2 separate regions of the Oryctolagus cuniculus genome follow, and region 2 is linked to region 1. Evidence: chromatin contacts called from public Micro-C data. All regions are on one chromosome and are shown on one strand. Each heading gives the region's core, a stretch centred on a gene start, on an enhancer-like site or on the middle of the called end of the contact. The rest is flanking DNA. Distances are from core to core; before and after follow the strand shown.

The links. Hi-C and Micro-C count contacts between places; a contact is called where the count stands out from the background.
Region 2: a contact with region 1 is called in a Micro-C map of ear pinna, with 3 times the contacts expected there. The contact joins the promoter of SIX4 here to the promoter of SLC38A6 in region 1. A contact is called at or near these places in 4 of 6 Hi-C or Micro-C datasets (ear pinna, psoas muscle, skin fibroblasts and 1 more).

Annotation. Positions count from the first base shown.
Region 1 is chr20:9,599,677-9,605,669 of mOryCun1.1, forward strand. SLC38A6 (solute carrier family 38 member 6) reads right to left here and starts at 3,642. Exons shown (of 17, transcript XM_017349424.3): 1 at 3,503-3,642; 2 at 2,438-2,568. The coding sequence starts at 2,471. TRMT5 (tRNA methyltransferase 5) reads left to right here and starts at 3,714. Exons shown (of 5, transcript XM_008271876.4): 1 at 3,714-3,871; 2 at 5,143-5,798. The coding sequence starts at 3,867.
Region 2 is chr20:9,845,997-9,851,989 of mOryCun1.1, forward strand. SIX4 (SIX homeobox 4) reads left to right here and starts at 3,503. Exons shown (of 4, transcript XM_070065070.1): 1 at 3,503-3,598; 2 at 3,811-4,715. The coding sequence starts at 3,596. LOC108178647 (a long non-coding RNA gene) reads right to left here and starts at 5,075. Exons shown (of 4, transcript XR_011384850.1): 1 at 4,812-5,075; 2 at 920-1,114.

The DNA.
Region 1 (5,993 bases), core at 2,392-4,891:
CCACAGCGCCGACCCCCATTCTGTACTCTTGCTGTGCCTATTTCTTCCTATTCTAAGTCTAGACAGAAGTTTTAATGATGAAATCTCAGTATCTTCTCTTTTCCCCTCCCCCACTCCATTCCAGGGAAGTGGACCGTCTCCCCATACCTTCACCTGTAATAGTAAGGCTGTATTTTCTAGCATCTACTCACAAAATCTCTAAACAATGCAGCTTACACACCCCGAAAATGTGCCCACAAGGTAACAACTGATGTCCTTCCACCAACAGTGTGAAACAAATACACAAACGTGCAAAATCTCCTACTTCTTGCAGGAACACACTGGCAGGACAAGCTTCCCGCTCTACAGCTCTTCCCAATGCACTGTCCCAGCAGTTGAAGAAATTCTGTATTGTGGTCCACTATTACTACTGATTACTAAGTAGCCAAACCGAGAGATGAAAGTTCACACATCATTACGTGGAACTCAGAGGCCCCAGAAAGCAACATCAGCCACAACAGGAACATCTGATATCCTTCAGTGAGTACGTGGTCAGCGCTATGCACCTGCGTGGAAGGCCCTGACTTATACAACACTATTCTTCAAAGGAGACGAAACAAAAAAATAAGTCCTCTGATTATGTCTTGCTTAAACTTTTAATTTTAAATGACAGTTTGTCGACAGGATCAGATTCACTTGCTTATCAAGAAAACTGGAAGAAAAGCAGGAAATAAACCTAAATGAGACTTTCTAGTATATATTGTAAATTTCGTAGTAAAACAAGTCTGCTTCGTATTGACAAACAAAACAAACGTGTATCCGTTCCATTCGCCATGGTTCCGTTCCATTGGCAACAGTTGCAGACGCTAAGGATAAGGACGAGTTCTAAAGGATTCCAGGCTCAGTGGGAAGATTCACCTGAAAGCAAACCACTGTAACACCTTACAGTCACAAGATGAAGATACAAATGCTGGGAGCACAGGAATGTCTTCTGTTTGGGGCAAACTAGCCTGCCACTCTGTCTTGAAAGATGCCAAGGAACAGTCTCACAGCGCAAGCCTGGCCTCAGAGTTAACAAACGTCCTAACAACAGAGGGCGAGGAGGAGATGGCCAGGAACGAAAAGTTCATGCGCAAAGTCGCTACCTGGAAGCAATCTGCACTGCTGACAAACTATTCATTTTTGGCAAATCTTTGTTTTTTAAAGATTTACTTATTTACTTGAAAGGTACAGAGAGGCAGGGGTATATTCTATCTGCTGGTCCACTCCCCCGTGTCTGTAACAGTGAGGCTGGACTAGGCCCAAGCCAGGAGCCAGGAACTCTGTCCAGGTCTCCCACGTGGGTAACGTGAAGTCAAGTACTTGGGCCATCATCAGCTGCCTGCCTCCCAGGCATATCAGCAGGAAGCTGGATTTGAAGCAAAGTAGCCAGGACTCAAACCAGGCACTTTAATACTATCTGGGTTCCCTAAGCAGTGGCTTAACCTGCTACACCACAACAGCTACCCCAATAAGCCACTTCTTAAGGTTATAAATGAGTGTGGATCAAATTCACTCTTTTTTTTTTTTTAAATATTTATTTGAAAGGCAGTTACAGAGAGAAAGGGAGAGACGGAAGGAAAGAGAGAGAGAATCTTCTGTCCGATGGTTCACTCCACAGCGGCCTGGGCTGGGCCAGGCTGAAGACAGGAGCCAAGAGCTTCATCTAATTCTCCCATATGGGTGCAGGGGCCCAAGCACTTGGGCCATCCTTCACTACTTTCCCAGGCCATAGCAGAGAGCTGGATTGGAAGTGGAGCAGCCAGGACTTGAACCACCGCTCATATGGTATGCCGGTACTACAGGCGTTGGCTTAAACCTGCTGTGCCACAACACGGACCCCAAGCTCACACTTTTAAAAACAAGCCACACATTTGGATATTTAAAAACACAAACTAGCATCTATCTCTAGAAGCTATGGATTAGCAAAAAGATAGGAGTAGCAAGAAAAACACTAAAACCCCAGAAATAATTTAACTAGAGCTAGGATAACAGCGGCTTGCGGAAGCTACCTCTTTGCTTCTCAGTGTACTATAAAAAAAAAAAAAAGGTGAGGACCAGCTCTGCAGCATAGTAAGTTAAGCCTCCACTGGTAGTGCTCGGGCTGGCTGGAGTCCTCGCTGCTCCACTTCCCATCCAGCTCTCTGCTAATACACCAGGGAAAGCAGTGGAAGATGGCCTAAGAGCTTGGGCCCCTGCACCCACATGGGAGACCCAGAAGAAGCTCCTGGCTCCTGGCTTCGGATCGGCCCAGCTCTGGCCATTGCGGCCAACTGGGGAGTAAGCCAGCCAATGGAAGACCTTCCTCTCTGTGTCTCTCCCTGTCTCCATCTGTAACTCTGCCTCTCAAATAAATAAATAAATATTTAAAAGGGAAAAAAAGGTGATGGTAAGATATGAAAAAAACAAAACGACGCACCTAAACCCAAGGATCCCGGTGTTCGCCATAACATAAGCTAAGCCGAGAATGCCACTTCCCATGATGGCGTTCATCAAGTTAAACACTGAGAAGCCAAAGGAAACACCAGGGGCTCGCGGTCGACGCAGTTCCTGTAAGACACAAACAGCGGGGCAAGGCTGGGATGGCGACGCGCAGGTCTCAGCTTCCCGGCTTTGTGGGGCGCACCAGCTGCTTAGGTCTCCTCTCCTTTCCTTCCCGGCTCCAGGAATCTGCAGTTCCCCGGACACCATCTCCACCAGCACAGAGGCCAGGCCGGCTTCCGGAAAAGCCAGGGCTAACCTGCGGCTGCAAGCGCAGCAGACCAGGTCGTAGGACTGGGGGAGGGCGCCGATGGGGGCAGGGCAGGGATGTGGCCTCAGCTCATGTGATTCCCGAAGAGTCTCTGAGTCAGCGTGGGTCTGCTGCCTTCAACTGTTGCTTCCCAAATCCCAGGACTGCAAAAACTACTCTCTCTGCGCAAACTGAACGAACTCAGAGCGCTGCCAGGAGTGGTCAAGGAACACCTGGCCGTGAGAATCTATAGTAACTAGCAGGGTATCCCCGAAAACCGCCTCCCGCCAAACAGCAGCCGGTGCAAAGTCCTGGAGAGCATTACAGTCCAGGAGCTCGAGTTCACAGGCGGAGTGCGCACTGCTCCGTCTGCAGGGTCGGGGAAGGGGCTGGTGCCACCTCCACCCCTTCGCGGCGGAGCATCTCCGCGGTAACACGACCACAGCCCCTCGATGACTAGGTCGCCACAAGGAAAACCGTGGGACTCTTGCAAAGACCTCGCAAGGCGGGTGGAGGAGGCTGCGAGGGCGACGAAGGCGCTAAGGAGCGGCAGGGAGGCAACAGAAATCCCGGGGACCCCCGCGTCCGCTCGGCTGCGTCGCTCCCCCTCGAGCCTGCACCTTCCCGGCAGCTTTCCCAGGGCACGTTTCTCCCCCGAGCCAGCACCCTCAGAGCTCGGCCGATGGGGCCGAGGCTCGCACCTGCAGGAGCCCGGCGTCCGTCGGCGCCCCGGCCCCAGCGGCGTCCACTTACGTTGCTTAGCAACGGGCTCGCCTCTTCCGCCGCCGCTGCCTCTTCAGGCTGCCGGGCAGAGACGGACCAGCCCCGCTCCGCGTTGATGCTGCCCTGGCTCGCCTCCATGCCGCCGTCGGGCCGACTATCAACTCCATCTGCGAGCCACTACCCCTGGCCGACGCGCACGTCGCTGGTCAGCTAGAGGCGGAGCCATGCGCCCGGCCCTTCCGGGTTTCCGTACCTCAGCCGGGCAGTGAAGACCGGAGGGAGTCGGCGGGATCTGATGACGCCTACCGCCGTCCCCGGCGAACAGTGATGATGTCATCAGGGCCAGCCCCGTCCCCCCCGCCCCTCGCGACCCATTTCCGAGCGGCGCTGGAGCATGAGGTGAGGGGCTGGCGGCGGAGCCCGCAGCGGGGCGACGCCCGCAGTTGGGGCGGTAGCGGCAGCAGTGCCCTGGACGGTTCAAAGGGGTTTGTGGTCCGGGGGCGGCCACCCGCGAATTAGGGCCGAATGAGAAGGGGTAGTGAGGAGTCGGCTTCGTCCTAAGTCACTTGTCACAGATGGGAACCCGAGACCTGAGGTTTCTTTGCTTTATTTATTTATTTGAAAGGCAGAGTTACAGACAGGAGGAGAGAGAGAGAGAGAGATCTTCCATCCCCTGGTTCACTCCCCACATGGCTGGGCCCTGGCCAAAACCAGGAGCCAGGAGCTTCCTCCAGGCCGCCCACGTGGGTGCAGGGGCCCAAGCACTTTAGCCATCTTCCACTGCCTTCCCAGGTGCGTTAGCAGGGAGCTGGATTGGAAGTGGAGCAGGCGGGACTCGAACCAGTGGCCACGTGGGATGCCTGCCCTGCAGGTTGGAGTTTGGCTGCACCACAGCGCCAGCCCCCAGACCTGAGTTCTAATCTTCCTGCTTATCAGCAATGAGACTTTGAGTTATTATTTTTTTAAGATTTGTCTTCGCTCCACGGTTCACTCACCAAATAGCCGCTTAAGCTAAGTCTGGGCCAGGCCAAAGCCAGGAGCCTGCACCTCCGTCCTGGTGTGGCGCCTGGGTGGCAGGAGCCCAAGTACTGGGCCATCACCCGTTGCCTTCCCTGGCGCATTGGCAGGGAGCTGGATGGGATGCAGCTGCCCCCTGCACCACTAAGGAGCCCCTAATTTATCTACTTCTGAGCTTTTGTTTATGATTTATAAAATGATGAAGTGACACCTACATTCCGCCCAAGGCTGACACAGTGTTTACAACATGTGATACTGTAAGCACCTGGAAGAGTGTCCTAGTAAAGATGGCCACTGGTGTCTTCATATACTGGGACCACTTCGTTAGGAGATGGCCCCTTGGGCCCCAGTCACAGCCCTCCGATTCCAGATGTATTGTGTAGAGAACTGATGGAGAGGTCCGTGGAGTAGAGCGGGGCTGATGTCCCCAAGCCCTGTCTGGGTTGAAGATGCAAGTTTGTTGTGTACCGTAAACATCACCCTTTCCTGGAAAGACGACAGGAAGACAGTGGTCCACATCAGCACTCCGCAGGCTGTGTCCAACACAAGTTAGGTTCTCATTCTCAAAAGCCATCGTGTGTGTGTGTGTGTGTGTGTGTGTGTTCGTAGCTTTGTGGTGTCTTTTAAGTTAACGCTTTTTTTTTTTTTTAAAGGGTCTTTTTGAGGCGGTTTGGATTCTCAGGGAGACTTCTCAAAGCGGAAAGCCGTAAGCTAACTGGATCCGAGTCGCTGGGTTGGCTTGCTGGGACGTCATGGCCACAGCAGCTTAGAGAAGCGCCTGGCATTGTCTTGTCGGATCCGAGACAACGGTTCTGCACCATGCCAGAGATGGAAACCACCGAGAAAGACTCCGAATTGTTTGCTCCACCGCCTGAGGTTCGAGGAATGACAAACCTTGACAGGTCAGCCTTTAAAAAGACAGTCGCTGTACCAGTGCTTAAGGTGAAGAAAGAAATAGTCAACAGATTGATGAGAGCCCTGAAGAGGGTCGCACTGCAGCGGCCAGGCGTCAAGCGGGTGATCGAGGACCCAGCAGATGGCGAGAGTAGGTTGGTCCTGCTGGATCCTCGCAAGGTGCTTGGCCACGACTCCTTTGAGAAGGCAGAACTCAGTGTTTTGAAGCAGCTAAACGTCCATCCTCAGATAGCGGAGTATAATTTGGAACTCACTTACGAAAACTTTAAGTCGGAAGAAATCTTGAGAGCCGTGCTTCCCGAGGGTCAGGATGTGACTTCCAGCTTCAGCAGAGTGGGACACATCGCCCACCTGAACCTCCGCGACCATCAGCTGCCCTTCAAGCATTTAATCGGTAGGTGTGTTACGGTGATAATTCACGTATTGGGATGCTGTTAGCAAATCCCGATTTTAGTTCTTAGGATTGTTTTTTTAAAGATTTATTTATTTATTTGACAGAGTTATACAGAGAGAGAGAGAGAGAGAGAGAGAGAGAGAGAATGAGTCAGTCTTCCATCCGCTGGTTCACTCCCCAGATGGCCGCAATGAC
Region 2 (5,993 bases), core at 2,253-4,752, 250 kb after region 1:
CAACCCATTGTAAGCTGAAAATATTTCAAGTTGAAAATGCATTTAGTTGGCCAGCACCGCGGCTCACTTGGCTAATCCTCCGCCTGCGGCACCGGCACCACGGGTTCTAGTCCTGGTTGGGGCGCCAGATTCTGTCCAGGTTGCTCCTCTTCCAGTCCAGCTCTGTGCTGTGGCCCCGGAAGGCAGTGGAGGATGGCCCAAGTGCTTGGGACCCTGCACCCACATGGGAGACCAGGAGGAAGCACCTGGCTCCTGGCTTCGGATCTGCGCAGCACACCAGTCATAGGGGGTGAAACAACGGAAGGAAGACCTTTCTCTCTGTTTCTCTCTCACTGTCCAACTCTGCCTGTAAAAAAAAGAAAGGAAGAGAGGAAAGGAAGAAAGGAAGAAAGGAAAATGGATTTAGTAAGCCTAAGCCCTCAGGCACCCTAACACAGCACACTGCAGGGCACACGCTGTTTTCCCAGGCAACTGTGGGCTCACTGAGAACTGGAGGGAGAGGCTCAGACCACACATCCCTAGCCCAGGGAGAGATCAAAATTCAACATGTGAAGCAGGGTTCTGAGTGTGAATCACCTCCATACCATCATAAAGTCAAAACATCTCTCTCCTAAGTTTGGGACCAGCTACGATCCTCGGTTCCATCCGTTGGTAACCAATGACATACCTTGTACTGCGTCAGGATTTAACAAATGTTTGGCAAATGAATGACCCTTCAGAAAATATTCACTACATATCATCAGACATCACTACATAGCAATGGATGGAAGATGACCTGAGAACCTAACTTGCCTAACAGTTCATAAGCTTTCTAAAAGGACCTCTCCTCCAAGGTATTCTCATATGGATTTCCTTCCACCTCCCAGCCTTAAAAAAGGAAATCTCCATTCTGAGCAGTAAAACTATTAAATATACTCACTCAAAGCGTAACATTTTGTTTTGAACTGTTTTTTCATTAATACAGTAAAATGTCAAATGATGTCCATGTACTCCTATCTGCATCCTTAGGCGGGAAGGAAGACACTGGAACAAGCAGCTTCCTCTTCTGATGTTCTTCATGCTCACAGGATCCCAGCCTCAACTGTTTTCCCAGTCACAACGCAGCTTAGACTGCCTATCAGCACAACAGACCCAATATTCAGAGCATGGCAAACATGGAGGGAGAAGCCAAGTCGTCATCAATTTTACAAATCATTGGGTAAAACCAGTGCTGAGACAGAGTCCAAACACCCTCAAGTCCGCTGTTCCATTCCAATCAATGTCGCCAACCACATTTGAGTCCCCTTTGAACTGCTGGCAGAATGAGGGCAGAGGCTCAGCCACCTAAAGGAACCCAGAGGCTGGTGTTAAATTTCAACTTCTGGTCCTACAGGAATCTCCTTTTGGAGCTTCGGAATACCAGTGCAACCACGGGCTACAGAGGTCACCGAGGCTACTGCCACTTCTGCGTAATGTTGAATTTGGTGCTCTAAAAGCAAACACACAGAGGGTATGCAGAAGCCCATCATGTGGCTTCCCAAGTTCATGCACTACATTTGATTAATAATAATTCTGAAGCAGACTCCTATGACCTGACCTTGGATAGCCCCATGATATAGCCAAAGGAGTCTTTATTAGGTATATGCAACTGAAAAGTCTCTTGCTTTGCACTATCAGGAGGAAGATAACAAACATTTCCCCAGGATTAATTATGCACCAGGTGCTTTTTGGCACATCTTATCTCATTTAATCCTCACAACAACCCTGTGTGCTTTTTATAGTCAAGGAGCTAATAAATGGCAGGGCTAGGGATTAAACCTCCAGCTAGCTAGCCAATGCTCCAAACCCACATCCTCCCCACTAAGCCACACCAGCTCCTGTCTACTTGGCTCTAATAAACATGCTTTAAAAATTCAAGGAACTCAATGCAATATGGTACATCAAATTGAATCACTGAACAGAAAACGGACATGAGCGGAAACACTGGTGAAATCCAAAAACAAGGCTGAAGACAATAGTAGAGGCAGCATTATAATGGAAGATGTCAATATTAGGGGCAAGCAGCTGGAGGGTAAATGGAAACTGTATTATTTCTGTGACTTTTTGGTAAATAAAAAATCCACAAAAAAAGAATATTTTTTAAAATTCAAAGAAGTTCTGAATCTCAAATAATGTCCTAAAGGTTTGATACCTAACTGGGAGTTTCCAGTGGAGCAGAAACCTGTGATCTTTCCTTTGATTATGAATTTTATATCCACCAGAGATGTCACTTCTAGCTTCATCATATCAAGGTAATACGAAAGCAGGTTAAATGCTACTTCAAGTGACATCTTGGCTGACCAGCAACAAAATGCAACCCGACAGCAAAACAGAAAGCCTCACGAAGCTGATCATGGCAGCAGGTGACAGCAGCAGCTGCCTTATTCCACGCTGAAGTAGGCAGTTTTGGGGAGTTGGAAAGCAGAAGCCATGCAAGGCCACCCTGAAGAAAAGGTTAGCACGATGTCATCAAAACCCTGGGCTCTCAGAAAGAGCAGCAGTGCTCCGACCCAACGGACCCACAGTGACCAGAGAGGTAGGGACCCCCAGGCCACGGCAGGAAGGACAGAGCTGCAAACAGCAGCAGACTGTACCCTGCACCGCAGCCTCCGACTGAAAGGCAATCTATCTTCCATCTGGCTCCGCCGTGGAAGGGGTCCTGGTGCCACCAGCCTCTCTCCAAACAAAGATGGTGCTGCCACCAGGGCTATCATCTTCAAGGAAGCATGCCTGCGCGCACAAGGAAAATATTCCTACAGAAGACTAACGTTCCCATCCAGTTATGGAAAAGCGTGGCTCTCTTCCCCACTACCTATCCAGGATAAACTCATGGTTTACTATCCTATACGCTTAGTCATATCCTGCTCATCCCACTCCAGCTGCCACCCTCCAGGGGACTCCAAGCTAAGTACATTTTTTTTTCAAGGTTTCCTTTCTTGGCCTTGTCAGGTGAGTTATTTCCATAGCTTATTTTAAGATGTTCAAGCATTTTCCCTCCTTTGGGATTTTAATTTACTGTAAATGCTCGCCCTCTAGAACACTCACTCCCAAGCGCCATTCTCCTTGACCCCTTGGAATACAAAAACCCCTCCTGAAGGGGATGGGAGAAGAGAACCAGGAAGCTTCCACCCCGTCCCCAGAAATGTTGTCGCCCAGATGCGGGGACGTGGTCTCTTTGTTAGGCACTCGGCCGGCCAGCTCTCCAGGCCACCCAATGCTCCGACTCCCTCCGGAAAATGGCAGGGCCTCCCTCTGGGAAGAGTCGTCCGGCTCTCGGGCCGCGGTAGGGCAATCCTCCGCGCCCGGGAGCGGGCCGGGGAAGAATGTAGGTGTTTCCCTTCAGGTATAGGTGCCTGGGGGTCAGGGGGAGAGGGAAAGGCGAGGGGTGGAGTGGGAGGCGGGTGATCGACAGGGCTAGAATCGGTGTCTCCTCCTCCCTCTGACTGCGAAGTAGCCAATGAGGCGGCGCGGCCGGGCCGGCAGTGCCATATAGTATGCAGCAACCGGCGGAGTCACGTTGGGGGAACGGCAGAAACCAGCTATCCGTTTACACTACTTTGCTCTAGCAGCTATCTTAATGGTGACTGCGTGGCCGGGGGGAAACCTGATCGGCCAGATCCAGCCGAAACCGGGAGGGAGGGAGTGGGCTTTCCGGAGGGGGGGAGGGGGGAGGGAGGCGCAGCAGGAGGAGTAAGGAGAGAGGGGCAAAGAAAGAGGAAAAGAGTGCGAGGGAGTGAGGGAGGGAGGAAAATAAACAACAAAAAAATGTCCTCTTCCTCCCCCACCGGGCAGATCGCAAGTGCGGCGGACATCAAGCAGGAGAATGGGATGGAAAACGCCTCGGACGGGCAGGAGGCGCCCCGAGAAGTGGCGGGGGGCGCGGCGGCGCGGCTCACCCCCCCGGCTCCAGCGCCGTTCCCTCTGGAGCCGGGGGACGCCGCGGCCGCCGGGGTGAGCGGAGAGGAAGGGGCGGCGGCGGCGGCGGCGGCGGCGAGCGGAGCAGCGGCGGCCGATCAGGTACAACTCCACTCGGAACTTCTGGGCCGGCACCACGCCGCCGCCGCCGCCGCCGCTGCTGCCGCCGCTGCCGCCGCCGCCGCTGCCGCCGCCGCCGCCGCCACCGCCACCGCCGCGGGCGCGCAGACCCCTCTGGCCTTCTCGCCCGACCATGTCGCCTGCGTGTGCGAGGCGCTGCAGCAGGGGGGCAACCTGGACCGCCTGGCCCGGTTCCTGTGGTCCCTGCCCCAGAGCGACCTGCTACGTGGCAACGAGAGCCTGCTGAAGGCGCGGGCGCTCGTGGCCTTCCACCAGGGCATCTACCCCGAGCTCTACAGCATCCTGGAGAGCCACAGCTTCGAGTCGGCCAACCACCCGCTGCTGCAGCAGCTCTGGTACAAGGCGCGCTACACCGAGGCCGAGCGCGCCCGCGGCCGGCCGCTGGGCGCCGTGGACAAGTACCGGCTGCGCAGGAAATTCCCCCTGCCCCGCACCATCTGGGACGGCGAGGAGACGGTGTATTGTTTCAAGGAGAAGTCGCGCAACGCGCTCAAGGAGCTCTACAAGCAGAATCGCTACCCCTCGCCCGCCGAGAAGCGGCACCTGGCCAAGATCACCGGCCTCTCCCTCACCCAGGTCAGCAACTGGTTCAAGAACCGCCGGCAGCGCGACCGGAACCCGTCGGAGACCCAGTCCAAAAGGTGAGCGCCAACTTTCCTCCGCCTCCCCCTCCCGCTCCCCCACCCCCCTTCCCAGCTTTCTTTTTTCCTCCCGGCGCTCGCAAACATGGCGCTTACCTTCCCCACCAGCCGGGTCCGGCTGCCCACCTCTCCCCGCCCCCCACCTCGCTCCCCGGCTGCGGGCGGGGGGCGGCGGTGACGAGGGGGGCGGGGGAGCCTCTTTCCTCCCCCTCCCCCTCCCGCCCCCAGAAGTTTCTCGTCGCCGGCCTAGGGCTCAGTCCCCGCCCCCACCTCGGCTGGTCACTGCTGCCCGGCTTCCCACCCCGCTCCCGCCGGCTTTGAAGTTGCCACTTCTCTCTCTCCCCGGTTCTGGCCCTGCGGGAGGAGCGTGTGCATGTGTGCGTGTGTGTGCAAGTCGGGACGCGGGCCCGGGGGGCTGCACCTCCACGGGGTCGCGTCGGGTGCGGCGCGCGGGCGCGCACGCTCCAGGGTCCCGGGCACTCGGCCGCCCCCCGGGCCTGTGGCGGAGGTCGCCTCCCTGCACCCCGCACCCAGCCACCGACAGCTGTGGGTCGCGGGCCGCGGTGGCGCGAGGGCTGGCGGCCCGGAAGGGGTCTGGGGACGTCGAGGTTTTTATGTGACAGAGTTAATCATTCACTCTGCCCGCTGTGGTTCCCTTCGCGGCGCTGGCTGGCGGCAACGTGGGGTGCTGGTGCGCCGGGCTCCGTCGTGTTTTGAAACCTGATTCTGACCTCCGTGGGATCGGGTTTCAGCGCCGCGGGGGTGGCGGGGCTGCGGGGCTCGGTCCCGGGACGGTGCGTGGGGAGGGCAGGCTGCGGTCGGCCGGCGGCGGGAAGGGGGGCGCCAGCGGCTCCGCGCCTCCTTGAGCGCCCACCCTTGCCGAGTTTGAACTTTTTAACTAGGAGAAATTTTTTTTTTTCCCTTCTGGTAGAAAATCTCCGGTTCCCTATCTATTTCGTGGGTTCTCCCGAGTCAGACCCATGAGAGTGTGTGTGTGTGTATGTGTGTGTCCGGACGAGGTAAAATAAGGAAAAGATCCCGTAAGGGGATGGCGTCTCCGGCCCGCGAGCAAAGGAGAGAGGGAATCTCAAAGCAGCTGGAAGGTCCTCAGGAAAGGAATCCGGGCGCCGCGGAGACCGCCCGGGCCAGGTGGAGGTGATCGCCCGGCGCATTCCGCGGCCGGCTGCTCCTGCCCCTGCGCCCCCACAGGGGCCTGGCCGCCCGGGCGCTCCTCTGCCCCGATCCGGCCGAGCCGGGCCCCGCGGTAACCAAAACAAA